Linked DNA regions of Oryctolagus cuniculus: region 1 is linked to region 2. A link is a contact called in public Micro-C data. All regions are on one chromosome and are shown on one strand. The core of a region is the stretch at or near the end of the contact, and the rest is flanking DNA. Distances in the headings are between cores, read along the strand shown.

Evidence for each region. Hi-C and Micro-C count contacts between places; a contact is called where the count stands out from the background.
Region 1: a Micro-C map of ear pinna shows a contact between it and region 2, with 3 times the contacts expected there. The contact joins the promoter of ENAH here to the enhancer-like site in region 2. A contact is called at or near these places in 3 of 6 Hi-C or Micro-C datasets (ear pinna, embryonic fibroblasts and an unstated tissue).

The regions. Positions count from the first base shown.
Region 1 is chr13:39,785,874-39,791,806 of mOryCun1.1, reverse strand. It overlaps ENAH (ENAH actin regulator), which reads right to left and starts at 1,412. Exons shown (of 14, transcript XM_070055422.1): 1 at 777-1,412. The coding sequence starts at 781.
Region 2 is chr13:39,699,310-39,704,477 of mOryCun1.1, reverse strand. No RefSeq gene overlaps it. Among named protein-coding and RNA genes, the nearest start is that of SRP9, 14 kb to the right of the region's middle. Within about 2 kb of position 3,152, at least 1 of the 8 cell types and tissues checked has an H3K27ac peak or open chromatin away from gene starts, as enhancers often do.

The DNA of each region.
Region 1 (5,933 bases), core at 163-2,662, 89 kb before region 2:
TGTGTCAATTTTTAAAAAATATTTTACCATCGTACCTTCGATTCTTTCCTTTGCGACTAAGAAAATTTTTTCTCTTGTTTTATTGATTACAGAGGAAAGGGGAAAGCAGCTGCTGCAATGCAACACAGGCAACCGAAGGAAGGCTTTTCCAAACAAATCCCTCCCCTGCCCCCAATCACACACCCCAAACAACTTACTTATCCCAGCATTTTACGCCCCCCCATCTAACAAATTCTTTCCCTTCCCCCACCACAGTGAAATTTCACCTTTCACAGGTCCTTCATCCACCCCTCCCAGGACACTTTATTACCCGCAGAAATTCCAGAGCTTTCAAACTTTTCTTCCTTTTTTAATTTTACTGGAGAGTTTTGTACCAAAAGTGCATGAAATTTTTACATATCTACGTAAAAATACCTGTTTCCCAGCAACAAGCACGCTTCTCGAACCCCTCCCCATCTCCCGGGTTTTGCTTGCAAAGACTGGGGGGGAAGGAGCCGGGAGCAAATTAAATTTAGGAGGGGAAATCCGGGGTTAAAAAGGAGCATTTGAGGAAAAATGGGAGAACGGCGGAGCGAGACCGAGCCCCCCCCAAAGCAAGAGTGCTGGGCAAGGTTAGAAGAAAGAAAGAGAAATTAGAAGGAACAAAAGGGAGCGGGGGAGAGACCAGAGACCGGGAGATGCGCCGGCCGGGAGCTGGAAGGCGGGGTCCCAGGAAAGCGGGGGTCGCGGTGCCCGCGGCACAATGGCCGGCCCAGCCCCCGCCCCGCGCTCCTCACCTCATGGTGCCGGCGGCGCCGAGGCTTCCCCAGCAGCCGGGAGACGCGGGAGGCGCGAGCTGAGGGGGTTTCTGCTCCAGGGGCGGGGACGCAGCTCCGAGCCGCGAGACAAGTGTCCGGCTCCTCCTTCGGCGGCCGGGGGGCTACACCATCTCCTCGCACAAAGCCGAGGCGCCGGCCCGAAGTCTGAGAGAAGAGGGCAGGAGAAAGGCTGGGGAGGGGGCGGAGAGGCCGAGGCGCGGAGCGGGTCCCCCGGCGGCGGCCGCCGCCTCCCACCGCCTCCTCCTCGTCTTCGTCCTCCTCCTCCTCCCGGAGCTTCCTCGGACGCCCGCGGAGGGGTGCCCGCCGGGGCCGCGCACCCGGCCGCCGCTCCACAGGCCCGCGCCGCCGCGCCCGCCGCCGAGGCCGTGTGCAACCGGCAGCTGCTGCAGCCGCGGGAGGAGAGCCGGGAGCGCCGCGCGGGGCCCGGGAGGAGGCGGGGCGCGCGGCGGAGGAACACGCAGGCGCCGCCCTCCTCCCCTCCTTCCCCGGGGGCGAGGGGGCGGCGCGGGGGGAGGGGCGGCGGGGGGCCGGGCGCACCCCCCGAGCCGGCGGCCGGGCTCCCGCCGGACTGCGGAGAGCCGGGCGGGGCGGGCGCGGGCTCGGCGACGGCGGCGGAACCCAGGCTCTTTGTGCTTCCCTACCCCGCCCCCTGCAGCCCCCGGAGCTGCGGGCAGCCCCCCTCCGCGCCCGCTCGCTCGCTCGCCGTCGGCGGGGGTTCCTCGCCCGGGGCTGTCCTTGGCCGTCGGCCCCCCTGCCGGTCGCCTCACTCTCCCTTAAGGCTGAGGGAGCCCCGGGGCCTCGCGCCTGGCCGCGGTGCGGGACCGGAGGCGCCGGGACCAACCGGGCGCCGCTCCCGCGGGCACCGGCGTGGGAAGCCGGGATGCGTGACTGGCCCAGGGCTTGTCCTCAGCTCGCCCTGTTGCGCTCTCAGGACAGGGACGAGGGGCTGGGTGGCCCTCGCGGCCGCCAGGGATGCCTCGGGGGCTCGGGCTGGGGGAGTGGCAAGGGGATGTAGAATGTGGTCATCATTGTTTGCTGCGCTCCTTCTCCTGCCGAGGAATCCCGGCGTGCCGTGCCGATTTAACGAGCTGATACGCACGCTATGTATAGGGATGACTTCATCCCGGAGCGAACGCGGCCGGCTCGCGGGGAACCTTGTGCAGCCGCAGCGGTGGAAGGGGAGCGACGCGGCGGGCGCCGCGGCTTTCCGTCGTCACCGGCAGAAAGGGAATCCCGGGCGGGGGCGGGGAGGGAGATGAGCGAACGACAGTTTCCATTTTCCGTCGTTCCTACAGTCTTGAAATCGCCTCCTTTAAAAGGCAGCTGGAAAAGACTGTCGAGGCAAACTCCATTAAAGTGGGGCGGGGTCGGGGGGGCGCGTCTGCGGAGACGGAATTTGTAATTGTGGTAGTTTTTCGTTGTGCCAAAACATCTGTCTAGGAAAAATTTTAAGCTGGACAAATTAGTTCCGAGAAAGGGGGATGTGTTTTCCCTATATGCGATGACTAGAAGGGGGGAAGGTCGATTGTAAGAAGATTCCTATTCCTGGAGGATCTAATCCAAAATGGAGGACCTGCACTGACTCCGGCAATCCCTTCGAAAGTTCTAGTGTTTTGTTTCATGAGGGCATAAATCAAATGGTAGTTGTGTGGGGATGGAATGACGTACACTTCCAAATGCAAGGGGAACAGGTTGCACTCATCCTTGATGGAAACCTGACTGTGTAATAGAATGGTATAGCCCAGTTTTCATTATAAAATGCTTGCTGCTTTGGACCCAACAGCCCTGTCAGAAGCAGTGACCTGGAGCTATGGCCCAGGACCAGGGTGGCCTCAAGGTAGTAAAAAGCACCGAGCCTCTGCCTTAAAACATGGTGTACTTGCAGAACACTAATTTCCACCCACGTGTCTAATTACAATTTACCATCACAGCATTTATTCAAGGATCTCCAAGCACTGGAGAGACAACACCTTTGCCACTCAAAATGTGCTGGTTGCCATACTACAAGTAGAAACAGGAAAATAACTCAAGTCACGGAGGTAGGACAATGAGTGTGATTAAAAATCATCTCTCCTATGAGGTTCATTGTATTCCTATCAGTCACTCACTGCAGTTTTAAATACTTGCTCCTCCAGTATTTTTCTCCAAATCAACTAAAGAACATTTTCTTGGAAAAAGTGTTATGACGTATTGAACCAGCTTGGAAAAGTATTAATAAGACATTCAGCCACAAAGAAGTCACGCCAATTTGCCTTAGACCATTCATGGCAATACAGTAAATCCAACAGAGCTTATGTTTCAGGGAAAACTCTTACAAAGGGCCAAAGGGGGTGGAGAAATTGCTATAATGACTCAAGCTATCTCCTGCCAGAGACAAGAAACAAGGATAAAAATTCCTTACAGATGACTCCATAACCCACTTCTCATTTGTAAGAGTTAAGCCATCCTGCGCTAAATAAGTAATATATCACATCATCTTTATCCTAACAGCAAATGTTCCAATGGTATGGGTACCAAATTAAGCAACCCAAGTGGAAAATGCTGTTCTTATTTTCTATGTTTATTAAAAATGTACCAGCCAAGAATGTTGGCTGCCTACAACCATTTCCATCCCTTTGAGTGGCAGTCGGCCAGCTCACAAGTTGGTCATACTATTGCCTCTGGATTTAGATAAGGCAATGGGTGGCCTGACCTCCTAAGGTCATCCTGTAGAAGGGCAGTTTGTTGGCTGTGACAAAATGTTATTCCTTCTTGTTCATATTTGGCTTAACATTCAAAGAGGGCAGAGAGGAAACTTGAGCTAGGATATCACAGACTTATTCTGGTCACAAAGGAAACTTTGTGGAATGTGTTGCCTTATAGAATGAAAGAATTTTAGAGATGGAAGGAATCTTAAATCCAACCCACTCGTTTTTCAAAAAAGGAATATGAGGCACAGAGAGGTTAGGTGACTGGCCCATAGACCCTTAGTGATAGAACAAGAATTTAAATGGGGATTTCTGATCATTGGTCCATTGCACCTTCTCACATACCATGCTGACTTCCTATGGCATAAGCAAGAGTGGATGGATTAAGGCAGTCCAATTTGAAGTTAACTCTTCAAGTGAACCTTGCTCCAACATTGAGGTTATGTTACTTGACTGAATGGTGAAAATTATCTGGATTTTTTCCTAATGGCTGTCCAAAATTTGGTTTACCAAAATGGACATTTGGAAGGTGAATGATTGAATAAATGAATGAGTGGGGGCAGGCGTTGGGTGCAGTGGGTTTAGCCACGCTTTGGATGCCAGCATCCCATATCCCAGTGCGGGTTCCAGTCCTGACTGCTCCACTTCCCATCCAGGTTCCTGCTAATGTGCTTGGGAATGCAGCACAGAAGATTACCTATGCATGTGGGTGACCTGGATATATAGTTCCAGGGTCCTGGCTTTGATCTAGCCTAGTCCTGGCTGTTGCAGCCATTTCAGGAGTAAACCAGCAAACAGAAGATCTCTCTCTTCCTCTCCCTCTCCCACTATCACTCTGCCTTTCAAATAAGTAACTCTTTCTTAAAAAGTAAATGACTGAGTGAACTCATGAATGATGTAATTAATCTGCTTTCTTTTTATTTTTTAAAATTTATGTATTTGAAAGGAAGATTTCCATCCACTGTTCACTCCCCAAATGGCGGCAACAGCCAGGCATGGGCTAGGCCAAAACTAGGAGCAAAAAAAAAAACCTCCATCTGGTTCTCTCCCATGGATCATATGAGTCCAAGCACTTGGTCATCTTCCATTGCCCTTCCAGGCACATTAGCAGGAACCTGGATTGGAGCAGAGCAGCCAAGACCTAAACCAGCATCACAAGCAGTGGCTTAACCCGCTGTATACCAAGACACCCACTCTTATACTTTCTTTTTAACATGAAGTATGTGGACCTCAACTTTCCCTCCCAGAAACTTTTCACTCCAGCTTAATATCGCAGTAAGATACCAGCATGCTTCAAGTCCCAGGAGGACACAGCCATCCCTAAACGTTTGTTAGCACTGTGCACTCAGATGGAAAATGAAGCAAAACGTGCTTGTGTTGGAGATGAGTTTGCTGCAGGAGCGTTGTCAGTCTGGCTCTGAGGGCTCTCTGGGAACATGCCTTGTTTAAATTTGTCTGATAGCATCAGTGTAGGCTTGCCCTCCATTTATGGGCATGAGGAGGATGCATGACTAATGCTACTCAGCAGTCAGGAAATCAATGCTAAGGATTGGAGGCATAGTCTCCCTCAGCACCCCCTCCCTCGATACTTTAGGAGTTACTAGGGATGAGTGAGAAAGAAAAGGCAGTTTGGAGTGACCTCGATTTTAGACTTTCTACTTGTAGGCAACACTGTTGTGTTTTTCTTTTGTGGCAATTAGCTCACAGTGTGATTTTTGTTTATCTCCCCAAGAATGGGAGAAAAATGATGTAGAACATGATATTCCAATAGGATTGAAGATATTTTTCTTACTCATCTTTTAGCTTTAGCTGCCCATATATAATCTCGGCTCCAAAATATTATCAGGAGATATTAAAGGAAACTATTTCCCTCTCTGCCATTTGCATTTTTTCCCATTTGTCATTTTTCTCCTTCTAAATTAGGATTTATTCAGTTAATTTCATTTCTCCTTCCCCAGAGCATCTCCCCACCCCCCGCTGAATAGTGTTTATATGTGGCAGAAAATTTCCACTGCCTCAATGGTATGGGAGTAACATTAACTGGTGAAAAGGCAAGGCACTATTTCCGCAAAATAACTTCAACCATGGCTGCCATTAATGAATACAGCAGTGGGCTCCATTTCCAGATAACAATCAAACCATAGTGCTCTAGAATTTTGGATTGAAAAGAAGTATCTCCAAAATCTAATACTGAATTCTTCTCTCTTACATGTAAAATCTAGCTGGTAGCTTGGTAAGAAAAACAGAATGATTGCATAGAACTGACTTACTTGTCCCGTTTCCTATAATCAGACTTGAGTATACCAGTCAATTTTCGTATGCATTATGAGTAGGTGACAACTAACCCTGGAATATTTCCTCAAAGGAGATCAGGACAAAAGTTAATAAAGAAAAGACCATTTTCTTGCTAATGACAGTAGAGAAGAAA
Region 2 (5,168 bases), core at 1,903-4,402:
CACCGCACCGATGCGAAGGCAGGAGCCAGGTGTTTCTCCTGGTCTCCCATCGGGTGCAGGGCCCAAGCACTTGGGCCATCTTCCACTGCACTCCCGGGCCACAGCAGAGAGCTGGCCTGGAAGAGGGGCAACCGGGACAGAATCTGGTGCCCCGACCGGGACTAGAACCTGGTGTGCCGGCGCCGCAAGGTGGAGGATTAGCCTATTGAGCCACAGCGCCGGCCCAAGACTCAGAATTTCTGGAAGGTAAGTTAGAAGTTTCATATATGATGACCTCGATGGAAGAGATGAAAGTTGAAAGGACTGATGGAAATACAAAGTCGCATTTATTGAACCTGTTATTGACAGAAATAGCAATGAAAAGAAAGCTGTTTTGAGACAGTGGTGGTAGAGATGACTGACTTAGGTGGTAAATTTGACACATTAGAAGAAATCATCATTATGTAGGCAGAGACACAGAAAAGCTTCTGTGTGGGGCATGCAGTGTGGCACAGCAGTTTAAGTCACAGTCTAGGATGCCCACATCCGTACTGGAGTGCCGTTTCAAGTTCTAGCTACCCTGCTTCTGCTGTAGTTCCCTGCTGATGCCTACCAGGAGGCAGCAGAAGAGAACTCCATTTCTTGAGACTCTGCCACCCACAGGGGAGACCCAGATTGAGTTCCCGACTCCTGGCTTCCACCTGGCCCAGTCCCAGCTATTGCAGGTATTTGGGGAGTGAACCCAAAGAGAGAGTGTCTCTCTCTCTCTCTCTCCCTTTCAAGTAGATGAACACAAATAAATGAATAAATAAATAAATTTAAAAGGAATAATTCTGCAGAGAGAAAGCATAGAAAATCAGATTTGGGAATAATTTTTATAGCAGAGAAAGTTGAGTCCAGGGGTTCTGAAGTCATGGAAAAAGATGAGACTCAGAAAGAAGGACCTTTAGGACATCAATTAAGGACATTTTTAGAAAGTACAAAATATGTCAAGCATTCAGAATAATACAAAGAACAACAATGCAAAAAACACCCTGTACCTACCTCTCAGATATCCAAATGTCACTCTTTTGAAATATTTGCTTCAGATTTTTTTACATTTTTTTCCTGAAAACAAACATTACAGATACAATCAAGGTCATCCCCACTTGCTTCTCTCTTCCCCCAGAAATAAACACTATTCTTCTATTGTTTTGTGGCACTTTTAGTTATTTCTGTACTCTCACAACATATATAGTGAGAACCAAAAATATTTTTGTTGATGACTTGTTTATGTACATGGAATAATAACATCAATACTCGATCCAGTTATGGTGACTAAAGGAGGCCTTTAGAAGCAATTGGATTGAATGGGGCTGTTGGGGTGAAGCCCCCATTGTTGAACCACGGTGGCTTTAAAAAAAATACTAATTCATTTATCTGAGAGCGAGCGTGCACTCCTATGTCCTGGTTCACTCCCCAAATGCCCAAGAGTGTGAGGCGAAGCTAGGAGTCAGTCACTCATTCCAGGTCTCCCACATGAGTGGCAGGAACTCAACTGCTTCAGTTACCACCACTGCCTCCCAAGGTCCAAGCTTTCCAAGAATCTGGAATGAGGAGCCAAGCTGGAATAGCCAAAGGCGGCTATTCTGACAGGAGACACAGACATACTAACTGGTGTCTGAACCACAAGGCCAAGTACCTGCCTCTCTCACGGGCAGTGATTATGTACACACGGACACCCATGGAGAGATGACCTAGACACGGATGTGCACTCTCCTGTTCTCTCTGCTTCCTGACTTACCATGGGATCCTTCCTCTGCATGCCTTCTACCATCCATCCTCCTTAGCGCGCAGGCCGCGGCAGCCATTGGAGGGTGAACCAATGGCAAAGGAAGACCTTTCTCTCTGTCTCTCTCTCTCACTGTCCACTCTGCCTGTCAAAAAAAAAAAGCAAGCATATTCTCCATTACTTAACAGCTAACGACATTTTGCCACACTGACCTTCTCCGGCTCTGCTAACACAGGCCTCAGCCTGCATGTCATTTCACTCCTGCAGCCCTCACTGTAGACCTCTGGACCTGTCCTCATGTCAGGATAACTGCCAGCCAAGTTCACAGTTCTTTGATCTTCCCTAACAGATGGTGACTTGGGATGCACAGACTCCATTTTTCTATTGCAAAACACAGAGATGCCCTGGCCTGGCCTGGGCTTCCGTGAGCTGACCTTTGTCTGAGGATGACCCCTGTGGGATTCCATGACCCACGGGTCACAGGCAGGCCTTGCTACACCTGGCAGAGATGTGGCGGCCTGCTTCTGCCTGCTGACAGAACGCATGACCACTTAAGTCATATCTGTCTGATACTTCTGCTGGAAAGTCACGGTCAGAGGTGGCCTGTGTGCTCCTCGTGTTGCCCCGGAAACCACACAAAAACTCTTCCCGACCATTAGTGGAGAAGCCTGGTTAGACTCAGGGTGGCTTGGGGGATGGGCTGGGGTCCATCCCTCTGTGGCCTCAGGGAGCGAAGACAGACAGACGCTTACTGGGGAAAAAGAACGAGCTTGAAAGCAAACACTAGAATAGGGCTTCTCGAATTCGTGTCTGTGGCTCCCTTTGCTCTCTCTCTACCCGGCTTCATGTGACGAAAGACCCCGGATCACCGGAATTAATGGGAAGGCTGGGGAAGCTCTGGGTAAGACACCAGTGAGGTAATGTCTGGTTTTGGTTAAATATCCTAAATAAATTACTCACTCTCGCTAGATAAGCAGCAAAGACACTCTCGTGTTATTGACACAGATCCCGCTGCAAACAGATCCTCACGCGTCCCGGGAACTGGCGAGCTGCAGCGCGGGCCGGAAGTGCGGCAGCAGTGACGTCACAGGTGAGTGACGTCACAGGTGAGCGCTGTCCTGGGACGAAAACCTGGCTGCGCTGGGATTTTTGCACCCACCTCCTGATCACGAGAAATTCCAAGCCCACGAGGGCCTGGCCGCTCACGTCAGACACAGCCAGGAGGAAGATCCATGTGGAAGGCCCCTTTGTCTGTCTGCAGAAGAACTGGCCCGGCACAGCCAGAGAGCCAGGCCCAGGAGCTGCACGCCGCTCCTCTCACCTGGGCGGGCGGTTCTGTGCCTGAGCAGTTCCTTACCCAGAAGCACTTTGCAAAGAATTCCCACCTGATCCTTCCGCGAGCCTTGTCCCTAGAGCTCAGGAAGCTGAGGCTCAGATTGCCTGAGTCATCACACTCGGCCCCCTCTAGGAATGCAGACACCAAGTTCATGGCTGTCTTCTTCTGTCCGCAGAGAATGCTAGATAAAGCCCTCCTGAACAGTCCAGAACCCTCAAAGGCCTGGGAAAGCCTGAGAAAGGAGTCAGGGAATCAGCAAGTTTCGGTTCTGCCAAGAAACAAATGGAACGTCAGGGACCCGGACCCACCGTCCCTGGGGCCCCAGCTTCCATCCAAGCCGCCCACACACATCTTGACTTTGTGGTAGGGTCCTTGAAATTCCATTTCCCAACTTCCTGGCAGCTCTTAGGGCAGCGGATGGTAATCCCGTTAGTGTTGGCCACAGTCCCCACTTGCTCTGGGGCAGGCTGCCTCCTCCCCGACACGATTGCCTGGCCCGCCAGCCTGCAGTCTCGCTGGGGATTCCGCACCCTTGCCAAGACCCCTCCTACCGCGTGGAAGCGGTTCGTGGGAGTGAGTGATGTCGCATGTCCCACACTACCATCCACCCTGCCTCTGCCCTGCTCACCCACCCGACAGTCCCCACCCCACCTCCTGCTTTCATAAGCGTGTGCTGTGTGAGGGGATACGACCCTGGGACACGGCCAGCTTTGCAGGAGCAGGGAGCTCAGCACCTCCACACCTGGGACAGCCGTGTGCTCCTCTCATCTGGGGCATCATTTGTGGGCTCCCCCTTGAGGAACTCAGCACCTCTCACTGCTGCTGGCTGCTTCTGGCTCCTTCTAAGGAAGTCCCCAACCCCCTCAGGGTCATGAGTCCTCAGGAACAGGAATCTAAATGACACGGAGATAGAACAGTACTGACAGTACCTGCTGTTTGTAATTAAAGTCCAACAAAGTGCCTTTTATGTCATCTCTCAATTATCCACGAGATTAGTCCAGGGAGTGGTACAAAGTAGAAAATCGCAATCACCTTGTGTGTTGTGCTTGACAGTTTACAGCATATTTTTTTATTTGAAAATATTTAAAATGTGTTGTTTTTCTTAATTTTCAGAATAAAGCTGGGTGTGTTACATAGTGGATCCAAATACTGGTTTTTCTTCTTTCCTCACAATGAAGTGGGAAGGGAAGATATTACTATCCCATCTTTACAAAGGAGTAAATGAAGCCTATAACTATTTAAGATCAAATAAATGTGTATATATTTATCTTTATCTATTAGAAAGGCAGAGCAACAGAGAAAGAACAAGACATTATCTACTGGCTCACTCTTCAAATGCCCGCATCAGCCAGGGCTGAGTTATGCCTAAGCTGGCAGCCCAGTACTCCATCAGGGTCTTCTGTGTAGGTGACAGGGGCCCAAGCACCTGCGCCATCATCCGCTGCCTCCCAGGATGCATTAGCAGGAAGCTGGATCGGAAGCCGTGTAGCTGGGACTTGAACTGGTGCTCATTAGATGCGGTGTTGCAGGATATGGTGTCACAAGCAGCACCTTAACCCAATGTGCCACAACACCCACTCCAAATAAATATATGTAGTGGGCCCTAGACTGAAATACAGCATTCATGTCAGCAAATGTCTAGAACTGGTATGGATGGGAGACCCCTACTTTCTCCTTAAATCTCTCATCCAATTCATTCTGTGATGTTACAGGGTTTTTTTGTTTTGTTTTGTTTTGTTTTTACAGTCAGAGTTAGACAGTGAGACAGAGAGAAAGGTCTTCCTTTCCGTTGGTCCACCCCACTAATGACTGCTCCAGCTGGCGTGCTGCGACGATCCGAAGCCAGGAGCCAGGTGCTTCCTCCTGGTCTCCCATGCGGGTGCAGGGCCCAAGGAACTGGGCCATCCTCCACTGCCTTCCCAGGCCACAGCAGAGAGCTGGGCTGGAAGAGGAGCAACTGGGACAGAATCTGGCGCCCCAACCAAGACTAGAACCCGGGGTGCCAGTGCCACAGGCAGAAGATTAGCCTAGTGAGCTGCGGCGCTGGCCACAGTTTTTCAAATATCCCGAATGTGTCCATCC